Linked DNA regions of Sus scrofa: all the other regions are linked to region 1. The links are chromatin contacts, called in public Hi-C, HiChIP or PLAC-seq and promoter capture Hi-C maps. All regions are on one chromosome and are shown on one strand. Each heading gives the region's core, a stretch centred on a gene start, on an enhancer-like site or on the middle of the called end of the contact. The rest is flanking DNA. Distances are from core to core; before and after follow the strand shown. Region 1 holds the start of SIK1 (serine/threonine-protein kinase SIK1). Region 2 holds the start of CSTB (cystatin B). Region 3 holds the start of PDXK (pyridoxal kinase). Region 4 holds the start of U2AF1 (splicing factor U2AF 35 kDa subunit). Region 5 has its middle 7.1 kb from the start of CRYAA. Region 6 holds the start of HSF2BP (heat shock factor 2-binding protein).

Region 1 (3,897 bases), core at 632-3,131:
GGTGCCAAAGATATCATTTATTAGTTTCGACGGGAGAACAAAAATAAAGTCACAAAGCAAAGCAAAAAACAGGCAGGGTGAGCGAGGCACGTTCTTAACGTGGCTTAGGTGGCAAGATCCCTGCTCTCACCCCCGCCAAAGTATTTCATCGCTCCTTGTTCAATGGAAGAGCTGAAACAGGACGACTGCTCACTGCTGCCTTTGCAAAAATAAGTTTCCAAAAACGGGTAAGAGCGACTGGTTTTACCGTTTAATAATTATCTGCTAAGGTGGAAGTGCCCAGTTTCACTCCAATTGGTCCTTCCACCCTCAAGGCAGGGCTGGCTTACGGCGGTACAGAGATCTGCTCGTTTGTTTTCATAGTAAATGAACAACCGACCTCCGCGGGTTTAAAACCGGAATGAACGACGACACTAAATAAAAGTTTAATGAAGCAGATCTGAAGTATGATCCGAAAAGCAAGAAAATAATTGCCCAGCTTACAAAAATCAATCTCTCTCCCTTCTACAAGCAACCCCGACTCCCACGTACACCCAAGGAGAGACAGCCTTCCAGAACTGGAGGCTTAAGTTGATGAAAATTTGAAAATGATACACTTGGCAGAAGTCACAGTGACAGGCAAACCTGAGTCCTTACCTGATAAAGCTTTACGATATGAGGATGATTCAGAAGCTTCATGATCTGAACCTCACGATATATTTTCTCCAAATTGCTTGAATCTAATCGTGTTTTGTCGATTATTTTTATTGCAACCTAGAGTTTTTTAAAAGATAAAGGAAGTTTTGTCTTAAAAAAAACCTTCTCCCTTAAGCTAATTTACACATTTCACTTTTTGTGGGTTAATTTCTAAAACACTTTGCCTCCCCAAAGGTCACAAAAAGTTCGGGGAGGAAAATAACTGAAGTAATCATTAATATTACTTAAAAAGTCAAAGTTCAATAAATGCCTCGTCCTTGCTGGCTCCAGCTCTGGATCATTATTCTCTTTGCTGCCCCCAATATTCATACAAATTACGCATAATCATAACATAAAGCTTTTTTTCTCTTCATCAAACTGAGAACTGTCAGCATTCAGACCTCAGGACGAAGGACCCCACAGGCAGGGAGGGAATCCACCAGCTCCCGGCCCCAGGGGGCAGCGTCCACCCCGGGTCCCGCCGCCACACGCACCTGGGTTTTGGTGACTCGATGCCGGGCCAGCTTCACCACCGCGAAGTTGCCCTTGCCCAGGGTCCGCTCGATGTCGTAAAAGCCCACCCGGAGGGGCTTCTGCTGGCCCTGGCCCGAGCCCGCGGGGGCCGCGCTCAACTCCGACATGATCACCATGGCTCCGGGCCGCACCTGGGGGGGAGCGCGCTCCGCTCAGCTCGGCGCTGGCCGACCGACCCCCGGAGCCCCCAGCCCGCGGGGCGCGCGGACGCGCCGCCGCTCGCCGCCACCCGCCCCCGCCGGCGATCAGCTCCACCGCGACCCCCGATCCTGGAGCCCCGCGGGACGTGCGCCCCGCTCCCAAGCCGGCCGGCCGCCCCGCTCGGGCTCCGGGTTCCAAGCCCCCCCCGGGGGTCGCGGACCCGCCCGCCGACCGTGGTCGGCTCCATCCCGAACCTCGAAGCCCGGCTGCCAGCCGCCGCACAACAAAGGGGAGGCCGGCGACGGCGCCCCGGCCCGCGCCCCCGCGCGCGCACCTGCGGGGCCGCCGGAGCCCGCAGCTCCGAGCCCCGCGGCGGCCGCCCGCCCGGCGGGCTGCGCCTCACCTCCGACGCCCTCGGAGCGCCGAGGCCGGGACGCCGCTCGCCCCGCGGCCCCTGCTGCCCGCTCGGCCACTTGCGCTGCCCGGCCGCCCGCTGCTCGGCCGCCCGCCGCCCGGGCCGCGCCGCATGTCAGCTCTGAGCCCGGCGCGGCGCTCTCCGGCCGCACGCGCCGCGCGCCCCGCCCGCCGGGCCCGCCCCCGCCACGCCCCCACGTCGCCGGCCCCGCCCACGGCGGCCCCGCCCACGCCGCCGCCGCCGGATTGATACATCCCCATTGACGTCCTTTTGACGCCAGAGCGACGCGCGGCCGAGCGCCAGGAGGAGGGAGAGCGGGAGATCGGGCGGTTGCCAAGAGACTGGCGGCTCTGACGCGCGCGCTGATGAGGCCGTCGCCTTGGCGACCGCGGGGCGGTGACGTCAGGGGCGCCGGCCGCCCGAAGCTCGCCAGCCCGCGCCCGCGTTCCCGCCGGCGCGCGCCCCCTACCGGACATCGCGGGCGCTGCGGGCGGCTTAACCCTTCCATCCCCGGGCGCCACCCTGCCTCCTGCCCGCGTGTGCGGGGACCCTCCCAACAGGGTCGGTTCTAGCGCGGTGCCAAAACCCTCTGACGTGCAGCACAGTGGCGGCGGCGTCCTGCTGGACCCCTACTCGAGGGTCGCCATTAGCCGGATGGGGATCTCATGTGTCCCCCATTTTCTGTCGGAAATAATAGAGACAAGGCCTTGGAGCCTATTAGGGGAAGTACTGGGTGGGGCCTGGGAAACCTCACAGACTCGCAGATCCGGCACAGGGTGCAGGTGAGAGCAGGCCAGCTCCCACACCCCAAATTGGCTGCCCTCCAGAGGGTGGCAGCTACGTACATGGAGGACCTGGGCAGCCCAACTCCAGTTAGGAATCCTAGTTGTTTAGCTAGTTAGAGACTTCAACAGGGGACTCGTGATCTGCATCTCTGCAAGCTCCCCTGGTGCATCAGAGTGTCATGGGGGCTGCGACTGAGCCCCTGGGCTGGGGGCAGGGGAACGCTGTTAGTTGTCTGTCCTCCCGCCTTGCCTCGCCCCACCCCAGGCGGGCCAGGGGAGTGGCTCAGCCGCCTGCTCAGCTCATTCTCTGTCCAGCCTGTGGGTCAGAAGCCAGCTGATGACTGCAGGCAGTTCTTTGCCGTGAAGCTCCTCCCTTTGGTGGAAGAACCCGCAGGCTGGAGAGAGGAGGAAAGTCCCCAAGGGCTGGCTTCTGGGATGGCCGGAGGACGGATGCGAAGGGACTCCACTCAAGGTCTTCCCGTTCCTGGGGCCGGAGATTTGCGAAACCCAGTCACAATACCCTCAGTAAAGGTCGGCCCTTTGACGAGCGTCCAGGTGCTCTGTATACAGGTGGCAAAAGAGCCCTGTCCCTGGGAGGAGCAGCCCCTCCCAAGACGGCCGACAGACAGGGGCAAGAGCAAGAGCCTCATCCCTGGCGAGCCTGGACCCTGCAGGTCCCCTGGCCTCAGTTTCCTCTGCCTGCTGCCCGATCCACAGCGCCATCTGCCCAGGGCTGCAGGAGTGGGGACTTTGCCCTCCAGACCCCGGTGCCCACAGCCTCGTCCCCACCCGGCAGCAGATGTGGGGTATCCAGCGGCCTCACGGCTCACTTCACGTTCCTTCATCCTCACCAGAAAAGGAAATGTTTCCTGAGGGATGACAGAGAGTGTGGCCAACCGTATTTCCTAAATGTTAGGGAGGCAGCATCATGAGAGTTAAATTCTGCCTCCAGCTTAGAATCACATCCCCTCGTGTTAAATAAAAAGACCACTTAAGAGAAGGGGGTGGGAAACAAGCATCAGTCAGAGTGGGAGTTCCCATGTGGCTCGGTGGTTAATGAACCTGAGTAGTATCCATGAGGACACGGGTTCGATCCCTGGCCTCACTCAGTGAGTTAAGGATCCGGTGTTGCTGTGAGCTGTGGTGTAGGTCACAGATGCGGCTCGGATCCCGCTTTGCTGTGGCTGCAGGGTAGGCCAGCAGCTACAGCTCTGATTCGACCCCCAGCCTGGGAACCTCCATATACTGCAGGTGCCCTAAAAAGACAAAAGACAAAAAAAAAAAAAAAGAATGAATCAAAGTGGGTACAAAACTTAGACACCTTCTTGGGAGGCTTCCGCGTGGCGT
Region 2 (3,897 bases), core at 423-2,922, 240 kb after region 1:
CTGTGGCAAAGGCTGCGTGGCCTTCCAGGGCGGAGAAGATGGACAGAAAGGAGAGGACGGAGGGTCAGCCAGAAGCCAGGCTGCCTTCTCTCCGCGTGGCTGCCGAGGTGGCGGTGTGTGTGCCCCGGGGGCCAGTGCCCACCCGAGTCTGAATTCTCACCTGGGGAGCCTTCTCCCTGGGAGGTGCCGGGCGAGGTCTGCGGGGAAGTGACCCTGCAGATAGTTTACAAGCCCAGGGGGCTGAGGGACAGCCCCAAGCCCCCCGGGAGGCGGGAACAATCTCTCGGTATCAGGAGTGGAGGCAGGAAAGCCCCTGCCCTTTGCAAGCACAGGTGAGAAACCCCCGCCCCAACAGAGGCGGCGGAACACGGAATGTGGAGGCCACCAACGCCAGGCCAGGCCACAGCCCGGGGGCCGGCAGTTGTTGACCAGGAGAAAGGTGGGCTGGGCTGTGGCCAAGGGGACCTGCCAGTTCCCAGCCCTGAGGGGCCCAGGAGGAACGGAGAGAAGGCTCTGAGACAGGAGCTGACCACTCGATGAGGTGGGACAGAAGGAACCACCGTGGCCAGCTTCTGACCGGGGCCCCATCTCCGGCCTCGGTGCTCATCTGCAGCCCAGACCGCTCCCGAAAGCGTCAGTGCCAAGGCCGCCAGACGGTGCCCCTGCCCAGCAGCAACAACAACTGTCCACTGACATGTCACTTTCAAGGGAGGGACATCTAACCCAGCGGCCCTCGAAACAGCAACTCCGTTTTCCCGAGGGAGGTGACACACAGAGTTCACGTGACACGCGGGGACTTTTCAGCCTGGAGAACCAGGAAGAGGTGGGTGGCTGGGCTCTGGGTGGCTGTGGGCTAAGAGCTGTAGGAACCGCCTCCCAGCCCCGCTCACACTCCGCCCTGGGAACTCGCTCATTTTCAAAAGCCCCGAGAGACGGACTCACCGCCACCACGGTTTGCAGATGGTCAGGGCCACCTGAGCAAGGACAGGGCGCTGACCTCCTGCCTCCAGTTTAGGAAGCGGGGCCGCATTAAAGGAGATGAAAGTTTGTCTCCTTTTTCCCCCTCTTATCGGAACTCAGCCTTCCTGTGCCCTGAACTTGTCTCGTAAAGCCCGCCCTGCCTCACCGATGACAGGTAGTGCAGGGCGCGCTCCTTCCATCCTCACCGGCTCCTGCCCACCAGGTGCCTCTGGAGGCAGCGCCACAGCCGCCCAGGGTCTGGACCAGGCTCTGCCTGGTTCTGGTGACTGTTTCAAACGTGCACGCAACAAACGTGCAAGTCTGAGTCTAGGGCGCCGGTGTGCCCCGTCCCCAGACTCGCTCACGGTGACCTCACTCACAGGCTGCAGGGTTTGCTGAGCGCTTTTGCGGAATCGTCCCCTCGCGGCCCTCCCTCTGTGCACACCTCGGCTCGCGCCTGACAGGCGTGCAGGGGCATCGTCCTGCGCCCAGCCCGGCCCTCGGGGCGGGGGGATGCGCACGGGCGCACCGCCTCCCTCCCAGCGGCGAGGCCTGCTGCCAACCCCGGCCCCCAGGACCCGGCCCGCCCCTCGCAGCCCTGACCTTGTCGGCGATGGCCTGGATCTCGGCCGTGGCGGGCTGCGTGGCGGAGGGCGCGCCACACATCATCGTGGCGGTGGACGGGCGCAGACACCGGGCGGCGGTCGCGGAGCGACTGTCACGTAGGAGCAGCGGACAGTGGCGGAGTGGCGGACCTCCGCGGAGCACAAATACCTAGAGAGGCGGTCATGTGATGCGCGGGCGGAACCACTACGCAAGGCGGGGCGGGGGGGTGGATGCCGGGATCGGAATACGGCGCGGGGCGTCCGGGTTGGGAATGGGGCGCGCGGCACCCCCTTCGCGACGGACGCGGGGAAGGCGCACGGTCGCAGCCTGGGACCCCCGGCAGGCACCGTCTCGGGGCCAAGGGTCGTGTGCTGCAGGGCCATCTCCCCCCCGGAGCTGGGTGGCGTCCTCCCTGCGGCCGAGTCGGGGGGCGGGGCCCGCAGGATGGGGCGCGAGTGGGGGCAGGGCCGGCGGGGTCCGGGGCGGGTGTGGCCCACGCCCAGCGGGAGGGGGCGGAGGGTGGGGACGGTGGGGTTCCGATCCCCCGGGGGTGGACGCTGCCCTGCAGGATGGGGTGTGGGAGTGGGGATGCAGCGCGGGGAATATCGGGAGAGGAGTGGTGGGGGTGGGCGCAGGGTGGGCACGGTGGGTGGGTGGGAGTTGTCCCAGTCCCGCGCTGCCCTGTGGGGAATGTTGGCCCGGTAGCATGCGGGGTGGAGATGGTTCAGCCTGGCTCCATCCTGGCCCCCCAGACCGCACAGTGCTCCCTGATCCCTCTGCCCTGCCTTAGTTCCCCCCCCCCCAAGTTTGATGTGATGACAGGGGGAGGTCCAGAAATGACGCCGGCATTTGGAATCTGGAGAGGAGGGGGCAGCTGGACCTGAGACGTGCGGACAGAGGGGAGAGAAGGCCCCACGCGCAGTCGCCGCCCTGACAGTTCCTCTGCTCACTGCCCTGTTCCTCTGCTCGCCTGGCCCCGGCACCAGCAAAGGTGCCCCACTTGTGTCCACCTGCTGTGTGGGCTGCTGTGTGCATCACAAGTGTGTGCGCTGGGGGCCCAGTGCTGACGTGGGTGGACAGAAAAGGCACAAAGGAGTCCAGTGATGGCGAGCTGATGACTCCTAAGGCCTCGGGCTGGGGCGGGGGTCAGATCCAGGATGTCAGTTAAGGGCTTGGTCCTGATGGGATTTGGCTTAGGATTTAGATGAGGTTCAAGCACCTGGGAGGGGACAGGCCCCTGTCTTATCCAGGAGGGTGGGGCCCATGGGGCTGCCTGGACAGGACCTGCCTTTCAAAAAGATTCAGCCGCCCCCTCCCTGCAGGGCTGCACCCCAGTGGGCGCTGGCCCTCTCCCATGACCGGGTGCTGACTCTGCGGGCTCAGGCCCAGCCTCGCCTCCTGGTGGGCCCAGGGCACAGCCCCAGTAAGAGTGGTGCGTGAGCAGGTGCCAGGAGCTGAGCCTCTAGTGCCTGCCAGGGCAGGTGCAGGAAAGCACCTGAGGTCATGTGTGGTTGAGGCCTGGGAGCCGGGGAGAGACAAATCCAGCAAAGGCCTGAGCGCAGGAGCCAGATTCCGGTGGGGGATTTGCAGCAGGGATCCCAGCAGGGGAAGGGGAGGCGAGCCTCAGCCCCACTCCCACTTGGCTTCTGGGTTAGCAGGTCCTAAAAGGGAACGGAGGAACTGGGGTTCCTGGCCTGCGGTCTACGTGTCTTGAGTCTGGTGGCCTGTGACCACAGGGCCTGTGTCCGTAGAACCTGGAAGGGTCATCTTGCCCTTGAGGATGACTCAGAAGAGCCCATAAACAGTGATGCTTCCTGGAGGGCTGTGGCTCCAGGGCCCTGCGTCCCCTGCTCCTCGTTGATTAGACAAAAATGTGATTGAACAGGTATGGCCAGCACAGAAGGGAGCAAAAAGAGGGAAAAGAAAGCCAAGAGGAAACACACTGGACGTGAGTTTGGTTTTTTTTTTTTCTCCCCCGGCTTCACCCACGGCATTCGGAAGTTCCTGGGTCAGGTATCAAACCTACACCACAGCAGTGACCCAATCTGCAGCCGTGACAACAGCTGCATCCTTAACCGCCAGGCCATCGGGGAACTCCTACTATTAATTATAAACGAGACATAATTCACGATTGAATGAATGAATGAGAGCGGGATTTGACCCCATAAAAATGCAGAACTCATCTCTGTCGAAAACAAAGCCAAAAATAATGACCAAGAAGGGCAATGTCACTTGGGTTTGGCAGAGACTCCCAGGCAGGCGGGGGAGGGGGGGCTTCTACCAGAGAAAAGGGAGGCTGGGGGTGGGGGTGGGGGTCCCCGATGGCAGCTG
Region 3 (3,897 bases), core at 525-3,024, 210 kb after region 1:
CCTCCCCAGTTTTGCTGTTGGGGGGACACTGCTTTTGGAAAGATCCCTGGTGTCCTCCTGACTTGCTGTGACTAATCATCTCTCCCTCTTCGGCTTGGCTGTCTCTTTGGGCTGGACACCCGCCAAGAGGCAAATCCCAGTTTTCTGGGTAACCAGGGCCCAGTCCTTATGACCTCATTTAACCTTGATCACCCCCCACAAGGTCCAGCTCCAAACAGCACTTTGAGGGGCGGGGGCGGGGGGGGGGGGGAGAAGGCACGGGCCACATGGCCCAGCTGCAACACCCTGAGGCAGAGGGCCTGCCACGTGTCCAGGGTTGGAGACCTAGGGGCCTGGGCGTCCCCAAGGTCTCATGTCCCTGAGGTTCTCATGGCCCCGCAGAGATGTGGCCCCAGACCTCTGAGGAGGCGCCCCCCCTGGAGTCTTGGTGCTGTGGGGTGGGCCTGGAGCCCGTCGTTGCCGAAATTCGGCCTCTGTCTGCCAGTGCCGAATGAAAATGCAGAGACAGAGTTTTGGGTGCAGGAGAAAAAGGCAGCTTTATTGCTGTGCCAGGCAAGGCGGCTGCAGCGGGCAAATGCCTTAAAGACTGTGCCCGCCTTGGAAGGGATTAGGAGGGCACAGTCTTTATGGTTTTCTATGGTTTGGGGAGTGGAAAATAGGGCCGCAGATAAGCATCAGGGTGGAGGCCAGCTTGCATTGTCTTTCAGAGCTGGTGTTTAGTGGCCCCAGGTCTGGTGCTGGGTCCTCCTTCTTCCCGGAAGGAAGATGCTTCGGGAGCAGTTCTTCCCTTACCGGGGGTTTCAGTTCTGCAGAAAGGCTCAAAGAGAGTCTCGCTATTCCACCGCCCTGCCCCAGGGCTGTCCGGCTCCTCCCTGCTCTCTGCATCCCCTCCCCTCCCTGAGGAGCAGCTGCCCGTGGGAACTCAGGGAAGGTCCAGGAGGCTGAGGTTTAGTCCCCAAAACAAGACATGGAGGCCACAGAAAGGCTTGTGTGTCCAGGAGCCCCACAGGACACTAGCACGCTTACACTGCGGCCTAGCGCTGGTCGCGCGGTGGCCGGAGGGGCAGGGCACTGCACCGGGTTCCGGGCTCTGTAGGCCCCAGGCGAGGACCCGCCTGGCCCGATGGGGCCTGGGCGAGGGAACCTGCAGGCCCGCGGCCCTCCGCTCGCACCCTTGCCAGGTTCCACTCCCAGGGCGCCACGTCCCTGCGTTTCCACGTTGGGAAGGGTCCTTGTCTGACCCGCCGGGGAGGCGCCAATGACTGCGGAGCCCTGGGGTTAGAGGCGGGCGCAGGAGCAGGACAGGGGACCTCGGGAGCGAACGAACGACTCAGGGAGCGGATAATGAAGGCTCGGGACACCGCAGCGCCTTCCTCGGTAAAATCGAAAGTGCAAAGCCGGCGTTTTGGACGGTGGCCGCCCACGTGCCCGGAGCGCCGAGTGACGCGGGCGGGTCGCCGGGGGCCAGGGGTGCGGTCTGCAGTTGCCGGTCCCCAGGGAGGGCCCGGGGGCGGGGCCTCGCGGATGCCCCTCCCCAACCCGCCCCCCGGCCCGCCCCGCGCAGCGCGGGCCCCGCGGGTTCCCAGCCGCGCTGAGGTCAGAAGGAGGCGGCCTGTCGTCCGAGCCGAGCGCCTGCGCCGAGCGGGGACGCGGCAGAGCGCAGCCCGAGCGCGGCGGGAGCCGAGCGGAGCGGATCGGAGCCCCAGCGCGCGGCGGAGACGCTGACCCCGCCCGGCCCCGCGCCGCCCCGGCAGGCCAGGCATGGAGCAGGAGTGCCGGGTGCTCTCCATCCAGAGCCACGTCGTCCGCGGCTACGTGGGCAACCGAGCGGCAACGTTCCCGCTGCAGGTACGCTTACGTAACGCAGCGGTGTCCCCGCGCCCGGCCGTGCGGGCCCGCGGAGGGGTGGCCGCAGCCCGATTGCGTGACCTTGGCCAGGCCACCCGGGCGGCCCCGAGGCCCCCCTTCGGGAGCGCGGGCTGGCCGAGGCGGGCGCGGGAGGCAGGCGCTTGGCGGGGGCGGGGTGGCCCTTGAGCCCCTGCGGATGGATGGGATGGGGCAGAGATGGGAGCACCGGGTTAGGATGAAGCCCGGGTGCCTGAGCTGTGCGCACCTGCCAGCCCCCGCCCCTTCCCGCCGGCGCGACCCCGGGGCTAAGAAAGAGCGGCGCCGCGACCCGAGATCCCGAGAAAGAGGGCCTGGGTAGGCAGGTGTTTGCTTTGCTCACCTGGTGAGCGCCCCCTCCATCCCTGTCCCCTGCGGGTCAGGACGCCAACAGGGAAGGGGAGGAGTAATCTCGCAGTGAGGCCCGGGAGGTCAGGGAGGGGGCCGGCCTGCGGCTCATCATTCCTGGGAGGTGGTCCCCTGGAGGACGATGGGGCGGAGAAGGCCCGCCTGCAGGTGTGGTGTTGGCGCTGAAGCAGGCAGGCCCAGAGGCCACTTCACGCCCCTGCAGGCTCTGGCTTTAGCAGCTGCTCTCTGGCTGCACTGGGCTTCCTCCCGCCTCCTGCCCGGCCTCCTTGAGGCTCGGGTCTCCCTGTGGCTCATCAGCCAGCAGCCGCTGCTTCCTGTTGCAGCCTCAGGGTTACTGTTGGGCAGCCCTGGGAGGAGAGGTGGAGGCCTGAGTGCAGGGGAGAGTCATGCTCGGGTGTCGGCATTGGGGCACAGGCCCGTGCTTACTGGCGGGCTCAGCAGGAGGCTGGCGGTCCAAGCAGGGTGGCTGCGCTCTTGGACCACTCACCTTCCGTCCATTGTCCCTGGGCCGGGTCCCTAAGCTGGGAGCAGACCTCAGGCCCCTGCTGTGTGTGCCCTGTTCCCATGCTGGGCCCTCGAGGACATAAAGGACCACTCTCACAATGGCCTGTGGGGTGCCGGCTGGCTAGAGGGACGGTGGGGAGGGGTGGAGCTGCCTCGGTGGAGCTCGAGGGCCCACCTCAGGCTGGCCTCTTGTCCCCAGAGGAGGAAAGAGTGGGGCAAAGACTTGAAGGTGAAAAGTACAAGGGTTCAAGGCCAAAGTGACCTGCCTGGCTGGCCCTGATCTGTGAGCACACCTGTGTGTGGTGCTTCAGCTACCTGGTCCTTGGTCCTCCTGTTCCAGGTGGTGGAGGGCAAGCCAGAGGGGACAGCCAGGGTGCCCACCTGACCTGAAGCCCGGTCATGGATTGCTTGGGCAGGGCCCCTGGGGTGGGCCCCTGCAGAGGGGAAGGTGCTCTCTGAAGCAGGGGCAGCTGGGGTGGGGGGTGGGGGACCAGGCAGAACCCTGAGAACAGAGCACACCTCCCCCAGAGTGGTAGCAGCCGCTGCTCCCCCACCTGGAGGGAGCCTGGGGCGCCACTCTTGGCAGAGGTGTGCAGACCTGTGCCAGCCTCTGTCAGCTTCCCTGTGCTTCTGCCTCTCCCAAGCCCCCGTCCACCTGCGGCCAGTTTGGTCCCCAGACAAGCACAGGATCTTCTGGCCCTGGGCCTTGTTCCTGAATGCTGGCACTAACCCTCGGCTTCCACACCGTCGTGCCCCTTGCCAGTTTCCTGGCACCCACGTGGGGAAGCGCCTCTTAAGGACAATGCCTTGGAGTTCCCGACCTGACGCAGTGGTTAACGAATCCAACTAGGAACCATGAGGTTGCGGGTTCGGTCCCTGCCCTTGCTCAGTGGGTTAAGGATCCAGCATGGCCGTGAGCTGTGGTGTGGGTTGCAGACGCGGCTCGGATCCCGCGTTGCTGTGGCTCTGGCGTAGGCCGGTGGCTACAGCTCCGATTAGACCCCCTAGCCTCCATATGCTGCAGGAACGGCCCTAGAAATGGCAAAAAGACAAAAAAAAGACAACACCTTGGTTCCTACCTGGGGTCTCCCAAGTGCCTGGCATCCTGCACCCGGACCTGTGGGCTCGAGGGATATAGGT
Region 4 (3,897 bases), core at 483-2,982, 210 kb before region 1:
CAGTGCTTTCAAGACCAGGGTCCCCAAACTGCTGTGTGAGGCCCGGGCACGCCTCTCGCACAGCACGTAACAATTTCAACGCATCTGACTTCTGTGCGATCCCTTACGTGACAAGCACCCCTGGCTCCTTGAGAACAAGATCCAGACTATGCATCCTTGAGTGCCCAGAGACTGGCCTCCAACAAACGTCCTAGAGGATGACTGATGATTCTGTCTTGTGAGTTTTGCTAGGAAAAAAAAAAAAAAAAAAAAATCCCCTCCTCCAAGTGACAGGAAATTCGGGAATATGTGAGAAAAGACATTTTACAAGATCGACTGCACCCTGGAAAACAGAAACAACTTGAAAGTGTTTGATAAAGTAGTATCAAAACGTTATCTACACCAAACTTAGGGGTTTATCATTAAAAACACATTCGCATAAGCCTCGTACAGCCTTGAAGGATCCCGAGATGTGAACCACTTACCCAAAGAATAAAATAAGCTTAGTCTTTAGGTTTGCGAACTAACAATTATCCTCCAAAGTGTCTGAAAACATTCCCCTTAGTCTAAACTTTGCATTGGAAATTCATACGTGGCAAAGTCAAAAATATTTTAAAAACTTCAGGCTAGCCATCGCTTAGGGAAGACACACAACCTTAAAAAAGAAAAAACTCTCTACCTCGTTCTTATGTTGGAATTGCATTTTCAAGTGTTCTAGAAGCAGATTGTGCCTCTTAGGCTAGTTAACCGTAATCTCATCAAACGTCCTTACGATCAGCCCAGATCATCGATTAAGCACAGAGGAGCCTTATTAAGTGGATAAAACCCCAACGGTTCGGACCCTAAGTTACCAGACGATTTAACTCGGGCGAGGTCTGTACTACGGCTTGCCCGACGCGACCTCAAAAGCTGAAAGTTGCGGGGATTGGCAACGCTGACAACTTCAGCGCAACTCGGACGGCTCCGGAGACCCGGGGGCGCGGGGGCCCCGTCGCCGGTAGGTGGGCCGCCGAGGCGCCCCGGGCGGGAGCAGCCGCGCCGCCCGAGCGGAAGCCCGCCGCCCGCCCGGGCCCGTCGCCCGCCCGCTCGGGCGCACGAGGCGGCGGCGCGGCTCCCGAGGCCGGAAGGGCCGCCGCTCCCCTCCCCCGCCGGCCCGCCGGGCCTCCCGCCGCCTCCCAGGCCCCGAGGCCGAGCCCGCTCGCGCGCCGCCCGCCCCCGCGGCCCGAAACCCGGCGGCCGGTTCCCACTCACTTGTCTTTCTCGGTGCCGAAGATGGAGGCCAAGTACTCCGCCATTTCCCACCCGCCGCCGCCGCCGCCGCCACCGCCGCCGACGACCCCGCCCGACGCCCGCGGGAGACGTCACCCGGACGCGACGACGCTCGCTCCGCCCCGACGGCGCGGGGGTCGCTGCCCAATCCGAAGAGGCGCTGCCTGCGCGTGGGCGGGACTTGGCGGGCACGGGAGGTGCCGCCCGCCAGCGCCCCCTTCCGGCACTCCCCCTGCCCCGCACCCGCGCTTCCAGCTCCGCCGGCCCGCGCTCCCAGCGCCCTGGGCCCAGGCCGAGGTCCCCGACCCCGCCGGCGCCCCCGGAGGGCCCGGGGAAGCCGAGCACGCAAACGGCGGTCGGGAGGCGGCGGGTAGGGGCTTCTCCACGCAGTCCCCGGGGCTAGGCCCGGGGCGCGCGTGCCCCGCTTGGGCGGGTTCTGCGGAGCTCTGCGAGGTGCAGGCTCCCCTTCCTCGTACTTTCGCTGTGGGACAACCCCGCCCTCACCGCCTTTCGAGCCCTTCCTCCGGGAAGATCCCCCGCTCCTCCAGCGCCCTCGTGGGTTGGAACGGAGCCGGGGTGGCCCAACGCCGCGGGCCCCGGGAAATGCGCCGCTAGGGCCTGGGCCCGACCGGGAAAAGCCTGGCGGGTTCGGAGGCTCCGATCGCCCAGGAGGCCGACTGCGCGAGACCCACTGCAAAAACCAGGGGCGGCTCTGCTTTAGGGACGTCTAGTAGCTCCCGGCGCGTAAACCCTAAAAGCCCCGGAAGAGCCTCGGCGCGGGGAAGCTCCGGGGAGAGGGGCCGGGCAGAGCTGAGCACGAGGTTACAGACCCACGGGGGCGCCGGACCCTTCCCCCAGAGCTATCCATCTCCGGTTACCCTAGTTTGTTCTGTTTAGGGCAGTTCCTTTCCACCCACCGTTTCCCCCACCTTGCCTTTTTTCATGTAACCTTACATCCTGGAGGTGGCTCCGAAGGACTACGTGGTCATGTCCTGACCGCTTTTGTGGCTCCACTGTGTGGTGGTGAATCGCTTATTCAACCAGTCCCCTGTGGATGGGCACATGGATTGTTGCCAGTCTCACTTTTACTAGCAATCCTACACCAAGTGCCCTCCTGCGGGCTTCTTTCTGTTTGGGGGGCAGATGGACACTTGTTGTATTTGCTCCGCCAGCGCTGCAATCTCAGGGGTTCCCATGTAAACTGAAGAAGCAGCATGGACGTTTATTCCTAGAGGAGGACTACACAAACATTGTTTTTCTAGCAGAAATGTTTACTATTTTGGTGGTCTCTAGGGTGTTAAAATTTGGTATAAGACACATTTGAGAGTGATTTTCATGCTAAGGGCAAATGGTGATCAGACGCTCGTTGAGCCCCAGAGTGGTTCCGAGGACCCTGGACGTCCTTGTGGTTTGAGAATCTCTGTTTATGTAGTGGGTGTCATAGCAGCGGCTGTGATCCTATTTGTACTGTTGGGAAGGGGGACCTTTTCCCCTCTGCTTGTCTTGGGTTCTTGTGGCTGGACCTACAGTAAAACTGACACTGGACGGATGAGCAGGAGTTTCCCTGTGGCACAGCTGGTTAAGGGTCTCGCGTTATCATTTGCTGTGGCCTGGGTTCACTCCCTAGTGGGGAAACTTCCGCATGCCTGGGGGGTGAGGCCAAAAATAAATAAACAGGAGAAAAAGAAACTTTCTAATTCATGCTTGCATGGAGGTTGCATAGAAATGGGACCTGAGAAGCGGCCAAAGCAGGCAGCTTTTATACATTTTAGATAAAGAAATGGTGAAATTGTGAGGAATTGACAGGACAAAAAGCTCCTGTTGGGGTTCCAGTTAAAGAAGCAGCATAGTTTGTTTATATGAATCTTCTTGCCCCCAAGTCCCCATCTCTGACCACAAGGGGAGTCCGTCTACCTCCAGATGCAGGGAGGGCCTCTTTCTTGTGAGGTTTTATTTCCACCTCTCGGGGGACAGAAGGACGCTTGCCTTGGTCATTTCTTAAGTACTTTAATTCAAAAAAATCGGGAGTTCCCGTCGTGGTGCAGTGGTTAACGAATCCGACTAGGAACCATGAGGTTGCGGGTTCGGTCCCTGCCCTTGCACAGTGGGTTAAGGATCTGGCGTTGCCGTGAGCTGTGGTGTAGGTTGCAGACGCGGCTCGGATCCCATGTTGCTGTGGCTCTGACGTAGGCCGGTGGCTATAGCTCCGATTGGACCCCTAGCCTGGGAACCTCCATATGCCGAGGGAGCGGCCCAAGAAATAGCAAAAAGACCAAAAAAAAAAAAATCAATATGCTGTTAAGGCACGTTTTGAGGTGGCCTATCCCGGACCCCGACAGTCCTCATGGTGCGGGGGGGGGAGCTCCCTGGGGTCTCTTACAAGGGCGTTAATTCCATGCGTGAGGACGCTGCCCTCATGACCTAAACACCTGCCAGAGGCCCTCTGCAAACACCACCACATTGGGGGTCAGAACTTAACACACTGGGGCGGGCGGAGGTGCATGTGTGGAAGTGTCTTGTCTAAGGCAGGTGATTGTGAACCTCCCTGGACTAAGCGTTCGCATTTGTTAACGGGATCAATACCCCCTGCCTGGGAGGGTGGTGTAGGACACTTTGAGGCACTCTCTGTAGGGGCGCAGACTTTGCCGC
Region 5 (3,897 bases), core at 694-3,193, 160 kb before region 1:
ATGTGCCAGCCTGCAGCGGCTTTGTACCTTCGGAGAGGCCTGGACTCTGGGGTCCGATGGAAATGCCTGAGGCCATTGACCAACGGCCAGGGTCTGGCCCCTTCTTGGCCCTGGAGAGCCAGCCCCGCATCCCCCTGGCCTTTGCCCGGCTGGTCCTGCCCTGTCAGCAGCATCCATGCTCCCTGGGATGTATAGGGGGCCTGTTCTGGAACAGTCCCCACACGGCCCACCCTCCACAGCTGCTGTCGGCCAAGTATCACTGACTCCGTGCAGGCACCCAGCTGCCTATCATCTTCTGCAGAGTCCAGGGCAGGTGTGCCCGATGCCCACCAGGCAGGAGGCTGCACTCATGCCAACAGGAGCTCAGCTTTGGCCATGGCTGTCTGGCCGTGCCCCACGCATCGGGGGCACCAGGCATGCCCACCAGGCATCGGGCGGCCCCAGAGCTCTGACCATGGTGCTCTGCCAGTGTCAGTGCCGCGGGCTGTTGTAGGAAGAACTTCAGAACCCAAGGGACCACCTGCTGCCCTTCCTGCTCCTCCCTCCAGACTCACGCCTGTCCACGTGCTGTAGGCCCGGGGTTCACCTCCCGCACGGCTGCCCCGCCTCTGCTGCCTGCTGATGCTTCTTGGCCCGCTGGCCTTCCCCCCACCCTGTCCACTTCTGGTCACGTCTTGCCTGGGGGCCACTCCCCAGACAGTCCTGGGCCACTGGAGTCCAGCCTTATTCACCCTAGGACACGCGGCTGTCCCCACCACCAAACTGTGAAGGCGGGTTGGCCAGCATCCCCTGAAACTGATGGTCTGTGGGCCCCACTCAGAGTCCTGCACAAATACAGATGCCCAGGCCCTGGCCCAGACCTGCCGAATTGGCCTGTGTGGGGCTGAAGCCCAGGAGTCTGCGAGCTGATAATTCTCCACGAGAAACTCACATCCAGGAGAGCCTGAGGGACTCCGGAGTAACAGCAGCTGCCTCCGTGGGTGGGTCAGTGACGGGGTGTGGCCTGGCGGCAGAGCAGCCTCCCCACCCCTAGGTCTCATTCTAGATCCTGGGGGGAGGGGCACCTTCTCATTCCAGCAAATAGGAGGCTTGCACGTGGTTACGTGGTTCTGGAGCAGGAACCGAGGTCCCCTCCGGGATCTCACGGTCACCCTGAGCTGCAGGGTCATCACTGACATTTATCAACAGCAGCAGCAGCAGGAAGAGCATTGGCGGAGCACCTACTGTGTGCCAGACACTGTGCCAGCCACACTGGCAGCTGGCAGCCCCAAAGCAGCCCAGCTGCCTGTAACGGGCTCCACTGTTAGGGAGAAAAGCAGGCTTCCAGGCTGAGTCACTTACCTGGCGCTCCCATCGGGGAGGGCCCGGCCAGGACTCACCCTGCCTGTCTGAGCTCAAAGGCAGGACTCCAGCCCCTGCACGACAGGTGTCATTATACAGCCTCACAGCTCACCCCAAGTCAGAAGGCACTGAAGAAGTCAGCCTGGTCCTGATCTGCAGGTGACTTGCTGTGTGACCACAGGCAGATTTTTGAGGCCCTCTGAGTATCAGATCCTGCTTCTCACCAGTTCACGAGGCGCAGGGTGGGTGGGGGGGAGTGGGAGGGGTGGGGGGGATGGTACTCTCTCCCAGGGGCGTCCAGCAAGCCCGTGGCCTCCTGCGTTTCCAAGACTCACCACCAGGTGCCAGCAGAGGCTTTGTCTTGGCCGCCCGGCCCTCGCGGGAAGAAGGGGCGGAGCTGAGAGGTCACCTTCACGGGTCCAGAAGCAGCCGCGCATCTGCTGCGACCAGCTCCTGGGGGTGGGCCGGCCGCGAGAGCTCTGGGAAACCCCGTCCTGACCCAGGGAGTGGGTGTCCAACAGAGGACACTGAAAAGAAAAGCCCCACTGGGAGCCAGTGGTATTTCTTTACAACAAGCAGTTTTTGTTTCGTTTTCTTGTTTGTGAAATCATTTGAAAAGGGGCAAATCATTGCCTGGCAGGCCAGCACCATGTGGGGGGGGCCCCCTGTGGCTCTGGGGGATCTCCCCCCTGGCAGAATGACGTCGTGTGTCGGCCCTCTCTGGCCATGGGCCTGCTGGCTCCCACGGTCTCTTTCTGGGAAGACTCTAGAGCAGCCTCGGGTCCTGCCACGTGCCCAGAGGGGACATGGCCTTGGCAGGCAGCCCTAACACAGTGCCTCAACACTGTGTCCAGCCGTGTCAGACAGGAACCTGATGCGGGTGGGCACAGTGGCGGGGTCACAGGTCAGCGGTCTCATCAGCCAGATGCTACACCCCGAGGCTGTGCACCTGTGTCAGACCGCACGTCCAAGGGGAAGCCACCAGGGGGGCCTGGGACCTGAGGGACAAGGCCAGGACCTGTCTCCTGGAGTCAGGGCGGTGCCTGCCACCTAGCACCTCCCTTGGCCTTCAGGACTTGGGATGGGAGTGGGCTGCCCAAAGGGGATTCCGCCCAGGCTGGGGCCGGGGAGGGGCGGCCTGGCCCAGGGCTGCGGCCCCCATGTGGCCCACATTAGGGCCAGCGTCCTGGCTGCTGGGGTGGCCAGGCTGGGGGTTCTGCCGCTGTGAGTTTGCTCCAGGATCCTGGGCTGGGGGTGGAATCTGCAGGAGCAGGGGTGGTGGATGTGTGCAGGTTGCTGTCACAAAAACAGAACCCAACAGAAGACACGCATGTGTGTGGGCTCACGCACGCACACACGTGCACGTACGGCTCAAGTCACATGCACATGCAAACACAAACACACAAGCACACACACATGCACAACACATAGTGTGAGCCACAGGTGCAGAGTATGCACGTCTGCACGTCTGTGTACACATATGCACACACAGACACGCACTACACGCACCTGCAATGGCCACGAGCAGGCTCTAGGCTCTATTTCCTGCCTCCCGTCAGCTTCTCTCTGTCTGATGTGTGCTTGAACTTGAAGACACAACCACGCCAGACATATCCTGCCCGTCTCCCCCCCTTGAGGGGAGCCTCCCTGTGTGCTGGCGAGCAGTCCCTTTCACGAGGGGCTTTTGGGAACGCCTGGCCGTCTCGGTGTGGCTGCAGCGCCTGGCTGCTGAGCCTGGAGGGGGGGAGGGCACGGTGTGCTCAAGGGCACCCCAAGGTCACGGGCAAGGAACATGAGGATCAGGCTGCTCCTTCTTCCCCAGGCTCTTCCCTCTTGCCTTCATCTCCGCCCAGCCCCCCACCCCCAGGAGCCAGAAATCAACAACAACAATAATAAATATTGTGCTTAAAAACACATCTTTCCAAAACCTCTTCAGACAGAGCCTCACTGCACTTAAGGGTGGGTTTGCAGGTTGCTAAGTATGATGGGGGGGCACCGGGGAGACCAGTCAGACCAGGGGGGTAGAGGTGGGATGCCCACATTCTGCCCACACGACTGCGGGACCTTGGCAGCTTTCCGGTGATGATGGAGCAATTCCTGGGGGGGACCAGGGCCGCTTTCCTCCCCATGGCTGGGGACAGCTATGTTTGGGGACAGCCATGTGTGGGGACTTTGTGTGCAAGTCCATGCGGACAGCTCACCCTGGGCTCCCTTGCGGGGACTTACTGGAGCAGGTGCTTCCTTTTGCTGGTTTCCTGTGAAAAGCTGAATTATAAGGAGTGGCCTGGGGCGGGGGTGGGGGGGATGCGAACCCCAGCTGACCGCTCCTGAGCCGGGTCCTGACTTTCTCACTGCCCGTTCCTGCAGCCACCGTCCAGCGTGTTTCTGGCGACAGGCAGACCGCAGGGCCGTGCCGGTTTCCGGGGGGCTGCCAGGACAGGTGGCCACAAACCGGGCAGCTTCAAACACAGAAATTTATTTGGAGGCCAGAAGTGTGGGAGGAAGGTGTCTGTGGCTGTCAGCCCCCCAGGGGCTGCGGGTCCTCCTGCCTCTTCC
Region 6 (3,897 bases), core at 435-2,934, 160 kb after region 1:
CGCGCCCCGCCTGCCCCGCCTGCCTCAGGGCCGTGCGGGGGGGGCCCCCGGGGGGCGGCGCAGGGGCACCGGGGCACGGCCCCCGCCCATCCCGCGGCCCCCGCGCTTCCGGAGGCGGAGCCGCCGCCCCCCACCGCCGGCCCTGGCCACGCTGCCCGCAGACGACGTCCGGGGCCTCCCCGAGCCCCCGAGCAAGGCCCAGGCAGACCCCGCTGAGCGCGGGGGAGCCGAGGGCAAGAGCGCGAACTCGCGGGCGGCGGCCCGCGCCTCGGCACCGACCCGAGCCTCGGCACTGACCCGGCGCGGCTCCTCAGCGCCGCCAGCCTCGCCCATGGCGGCGCGGTCTCGGCTCCGTGCGCCTGCGCGGGCGCGCACGCGCGGACCCCTCACGCCGGCGAGCGCGGGAACGCGTCCACGCCGGGGTCAGGTACGGGGAGCCGCGAGGCTCAGACCTCGTAGAGCTTTCGCTGCATCGCGGTCCCCACGGGCCGGGGGTGTGGAGGCGAGATCCCGCGTGGGCTCGTCCGGCTTTGGCCGAGGTCGTAACTTGTTAACTGCAAAGAAGAACAGGGAGACCCACGTGTCAGTGTCCAGTGAAATCACTCGATTCGGGTCCTTGATGTTTGGCGAGGGGTGTTATTTAGACTAAGGGGCCATGCGTTCACGCGAAGCAGCCGCCGGCGGCCCCTCTCGCGCGCTCAGCTCCAAACTCCATTCGCGAAGGTCGAAGCTTTCTGACAACAGGCTCCGCCGGCGGCGGCGGCGGTGTCTGCCCCAGATAAGGGAGCCTCAGTCCGGCCAGCAGGTTAAGGAACTGAGACGACCCCATGGACTGGGAGACATCGTTTGGTCCATTCACTAGCCCCCATATGCCCACTGAGTTCGTAACATATGGTGCAAGCTCTGGGTTCAAAGGTACCGGTTACGGGAGTTCCCGTGGTGGCTCGGTGGTTAACGAATCTGACTAGGAACCATGAGGTTGCAGGTTCGATCCCTGGCCTCGCCCAGTGGGTTAAGGATCTGGCGTGGCCGTGAGCTGTGGTGTGGGTCCAAGACGCAGCTCGACCCCGAGTTGCCATGACTGTGGTGTAGGCCGGCGGCCATAGCTCCCATTAAACCCCTAGCCGGCGAACCTCCATATGCCGTGGGTGCGACCCTGGAAAAATACAAAAACACCAAAGAAAAAAAAAGGTACCGATTATCGCACAACTAGGACTTCTGTCCAAAGCCGGACACAAGCCGACACTGTCCGAGTGCCCGGAGTACGCGCTCTCCAGGCCCGCGGGTGCACGCACCAGCACACGCACCCAGTCCTCGCCCCGGCTCCGGGCGCCCCTCCAGCGGGCTGCCCGCAACCTCCCGCCAGAACCCCGTTCCCACCGCGGCCCGAGGAGGCCAACGTAAAAACCCGGTGCCGTGTATCTCCCGGGAACAGCTGCGGGTCGGTTGGATGGAGATTTTGTGAAGTGGGCAAGATTCCAGACCACGCAAAACTGGCCCTCCGTCTCTTCCCGGCCTACACCCAGCGCTGGCTAACCTCGCCCTCAACGGCCCGAGCCTTGGCGACCGAGAGGCAGCGGCGGCGGCGGAGAGGCGCGACGCGCACCGGAGGAGCGTCGCTCCGCCGGGGCCCGGCCCGCAGCTCGCGGAACGCTCTGCGAGCGGCGAGCGGCGCCTTTGTGACGTCATCAGCCCGCGCGCCGGCGCCTTCTGCGCAGTCGCGGCACGGCGGCGGGCGCTCGGCGGCGGCGGGCTGCGGCCGGGGATGCTCCAACGGGCGCGATGGCCCCCGCCATGCAGCCGGCCGAGATCCAGTTCGCTCAACGGCTGGCGTCCCACGAGAAGGGCATCCGAGACCGGGCGGTGAAGAAGCTGCGCCAGTACATCAGCGTGAAGACACAGAGGGAGACAGGTGGGCTCCCTGCGGTCCGCCGCGCACATGGCGGCCGGGGTGGGGGAGCGGGGGTGAGGGGAGGGAGCCGCGGTGGGGGGGGGGTCCTGGCGGGAGTGGGGGGCGGGCCCGGGGAGCCGCGGGCGGAGCGGGGAGAGCGTGCGGCACAGCCGTGTGCTTCTCTGTGTCCACTTCCTGCGGGGTCTCCACCGGTTCTCCGGTTGAGCGGCGGCGGCGGAGGGGGTTAGGTGGTCCGCTGAGGGTCCCGGTGAGCCGGAAAGCCGAGAACCGTCCCAGTCTGCCCTCCCAGAGCTTGCACGTGGGATCAGTGCACTCACCTGTTTGATTCTGGTGCGCTCTTCCTTGAGTCACGCCTTCAGTTGACCAGGACGGAGAAGTCCGAATCCCTACCCCCGAGGAATTTATCCCGGGAAATCTGGCGGGGGGGGGGGGGAATAGATAACTGAAACGGAACTCGTGTAAGTGGAGTAAAGGAAATGAAAACCGAGGAACGGGGAAGCTCCTCTCCAAAGACTGTTGCAGGGAGGCCTCTCGGGGTGATGTTCTCCAGATCTGAGCCGGGGCACGAATGAGGAGCTGGAAGAGCGGTAAGTGAGAGAGAGGGAGGGTGTTAGGACGCGAGTTGGGAAAGTAGGCAGTGGCCAGGTCACAGCGGGCTCTTCAGTTTGGGTTTTAACTGCAGCGGGGTGCCATTGAGGAATCGTATTTACCCGGTCCGGTGTAAACCTTTGAAGGCATGGATTACAGTGCGGTGAAGTTTTTTATTGCACTGAGGAAAAGTCCGATTTGCTGCTAGTGTTAATACATTGAGTCTGTTTTAAAGAATGGATGTCTCCCCCTGTGCTGATCGCTCAGTTAGCCTTCTTTTGAAGGCTTCTGGGAAAAAGAAGATAAACTCTCCTGGGAAGTCCTAGGAAGAGGAACGAAGCCAGACTTCCTGACTTCAAATCTGTTAGGGTCTTCCTGACAGACTTGATTTCCTCTTATTCCATAAATGTTGTGTGTTCCTAAACCGAACTTTCTAACCCAGACCTTTGCTGCTTGCAGCTCAGATATGCCCTTCCCACCTGGCACCTCCACCTGGATGTCCTCAGGCTTCAGAATGCCCCACAGAGGCTCATCTTCTTCTGCTCTTTTATTTTGGGCACTAGTTCCCATCCTCCACTCAGACTCCAGTTGGACGCAGGGTATATGGTCCTGGACGCCTCTTCCTCTTTTTGTCCCCCAGCCCTGCATCTAGTGTCCTTTGGTCGCATCTCCTAAATTTCTCTGCCCTTACTGAAGGCTCCTCCATCTCATCGAGGCTTTGACACGCTTACCTCCTAACTGATCTAACACCTGCATGTGTGCCCCCTTAAACCCACGCTCCATGAAACAGCCTGGCGCATCTTCCTGAAACAACTGTATCACCACCTTCCTGAAGTTCTGGCCTTGCTGGTGGTGACATGTCCTCCTCTGTCCCCCACCTCAGCCCCTGTGCGGCTGCTTCACACTGGGTCCTGGGCTACCGTACACCATTCCTCCACACTCTCCCACTTTCGCCTCTGTTCACTCTGAAAAGCTCCCCCGCCCACTTGATCCACTCACAGCAGTCAGTCCAGTATCGCTTTTCTGAAATGCCTTCCCTGTCCTCTCCCCCCACTTCTCTACAAGTCTGAAGTGTCTGATATGTCCCCATTGTGGCACTTAGCTTATCTGCTGATGTGTCGTTCTTCCCCCAAAATGCCGTAAGCCTCTGTCTGCTTCCTTAGCTGGAAGCGGGAGCACATCCCGAGGTCCCAGGGCTGCCAGGGCACAAGAACAGGAACCAGATGCAGAAGCACAGGGCTGAGGCAGCCGGACAGGACCCGGTGCTCAAAGCTCTGTGGGGAACAGGCTCTGGCTCTGAAGTGCTGAGGTGCTGCGGGGGCAGGAGGCCAGGGCATGCAGCGGTGCCCAGGGTCCTGCCTGGCGAGCGCCCATCACACCTCAAGCTGCTTCCTGTT

The links. Promoter capture Hi-C pulls out the DNA fragments that hold promoters and counts their contacts. A called contact is a pair of places that touch in the nucleus more often than the background predicts. HiChIP or PLAC-seq counts read pairs in DNA pulled down with a chosen protein or histone mark.
Region 2: a promoter capture Hi-C map of liver shows a contact between it and region 1, with 2.6 times the contacts expected there. The contact joins the promoter of CSTB here to the promoter of SIK1 in region 1. A contact is called at or near these places in 1 of 5 promoter capture datasets (liver) and 1 of 47 Hi-C or Micro-C datasets (skeletal muscle).
Region 3: a Hi-C map of alveolar macrophages shows a contact between it and region 1, with 1.9 times the contacts expected there. The contact joins the promoter of PDXK here to the promoter of SIK1 in region 1. A contact is called at or near these places in 2 of 5 promoter capture datasets (fetal liver and liver), 2 of 47 Hi-C or Micro-C datasets (alveolar macrophages and liver) and 1 of 2 datasets of contacts at active chromatin or transcription factors (alveolar macrophages).
Region 4: a contact with region 1 is called in an H3K27ac HiChIP or PLAC-seq map of alveolar macrophages. The contact joins the promoter of U2AF1 here to the promoter of SIK1 in region 1. A contact is called at or near these places in 1 of 5 promoter capture datasets (liver), 1 of 47 Hi-C or Micro-C datasets (liver) and 1 of 2 datasets of contacts at active chromatin or transcription factors (alveolar macrophages).
Region 5: a contact with region 1 is called in an H3K27ac HiChIP or PLAC-seq map of skeletal muscle, with 9 times the contacts expected there. The contact joins the enhancer-like site here to the promoter of SIK1 in region 1. A contact is called at or near these places in 1 of 5 promoter capture datasets (liver), 20 of 47 Hi-C or Micro-C datasets (alveolar macrophages, brain, embryonic fibroblasts and 11 more) and 2 of 2 datasets of contacts at active chromatin or transcription factors (alveolar macrophages and skeletal muscle).
Region 6: an H3K27ac HiChIP or PLAC-seq map of alveolar macrophages shows a contact between it and region 1. The contact joins the promoter of HSF2BP here to the promoter of SIK1 in region 1. A contact is called at or near these places in 1 of 47 Hi-C or Micro-C datasets (retroperitoneal adipose tissue) and 2 of 2 datasets of contacts at active chromatin or transcription factors (alveolar macrophages and skeletal muscle).

Annotation. Positions count from the first base shown.
Region 1 is chr13:206,463,921-206,467,817 of Sscrofa11.1, forward strand. SIK1 (serine/threonine-protein kinase SIK1) reads right to left here and starts at 1,882. Exons shown (of 14, transcript XM_021071058.1): 1 at 1,754-1,882; 2 at 1,170-1,340; 3 at 637-753. The coding sequence starts at 1,325.
Region 2 is chr13:206,708,926-206,712,822 of Sscrofa11.1, forward strand. It overlaps CSTB (cystatin B), which reads right to left and starts at 1,673. Exons shown (of 3, transcript NM_001097496.1): 1 at 1,564-1,673. The coding sequence starts at 1,629.
Region 3 is chr13:206,675,131-206,679,027 of Sscrofa11.1, forward strand. PDXK (pyridoxal kinase) reads left to right here and starts at 1,775. Exons shown (of 11, transcript NM_213943.1): 1 at 1,775-1,848. The coding sequence starts at 1,775.
Region 4 is chr13:206,255,965-206,259,861 of Sscrofa11.1, forward strand. U2AF1 (splicing factor U2AF 35 kDa subunit) reads right to left here and starts at 1,733. Exons shown (of 8, transcript XM_021071048.1): 1 at 1,231-1,733. The coding sequence starts at 1,274.
Region 5 is chr13:206,298,983-206,302,879 of Sscrofa11.1, forward strand. No RefSeq gene overlaps it. Among named protein-coding and RNA genes, the nearest start is that of CRYAA, 7.1 kb to the left of the region's middle. Within about 2 kb of position 1,944, at least 53 of the 83 cell types and tissues checked have an H3K27ac peak or open chromatin away from gene starts, as enhancers often do. A contact at or near this core is called in alveolar macrophages, brain, fetal skeletal muscle and 6 more, where this site is marked.
Region 6 is chr13:206,627,467-206,631,363 of Sscrofa11.1, forward strand. It overlaps HSF2BP (heat shock factor 2-binding protein), which reads right to left and starts at 1,685. Exons shown (of 9, transcript XM_021071073.1): 1 at 1,538-1,685; 2 at 298-554. The coding sequence starts at 333. It overlaps RRP1B (ribosomal RNA processing protein 1 homolog B), which reads left to right and starts at 1,710. Exons shown (of 15, transcript XM_021071070.1): 1 at 1,710-1,912. The coding sequence starts at 1,783.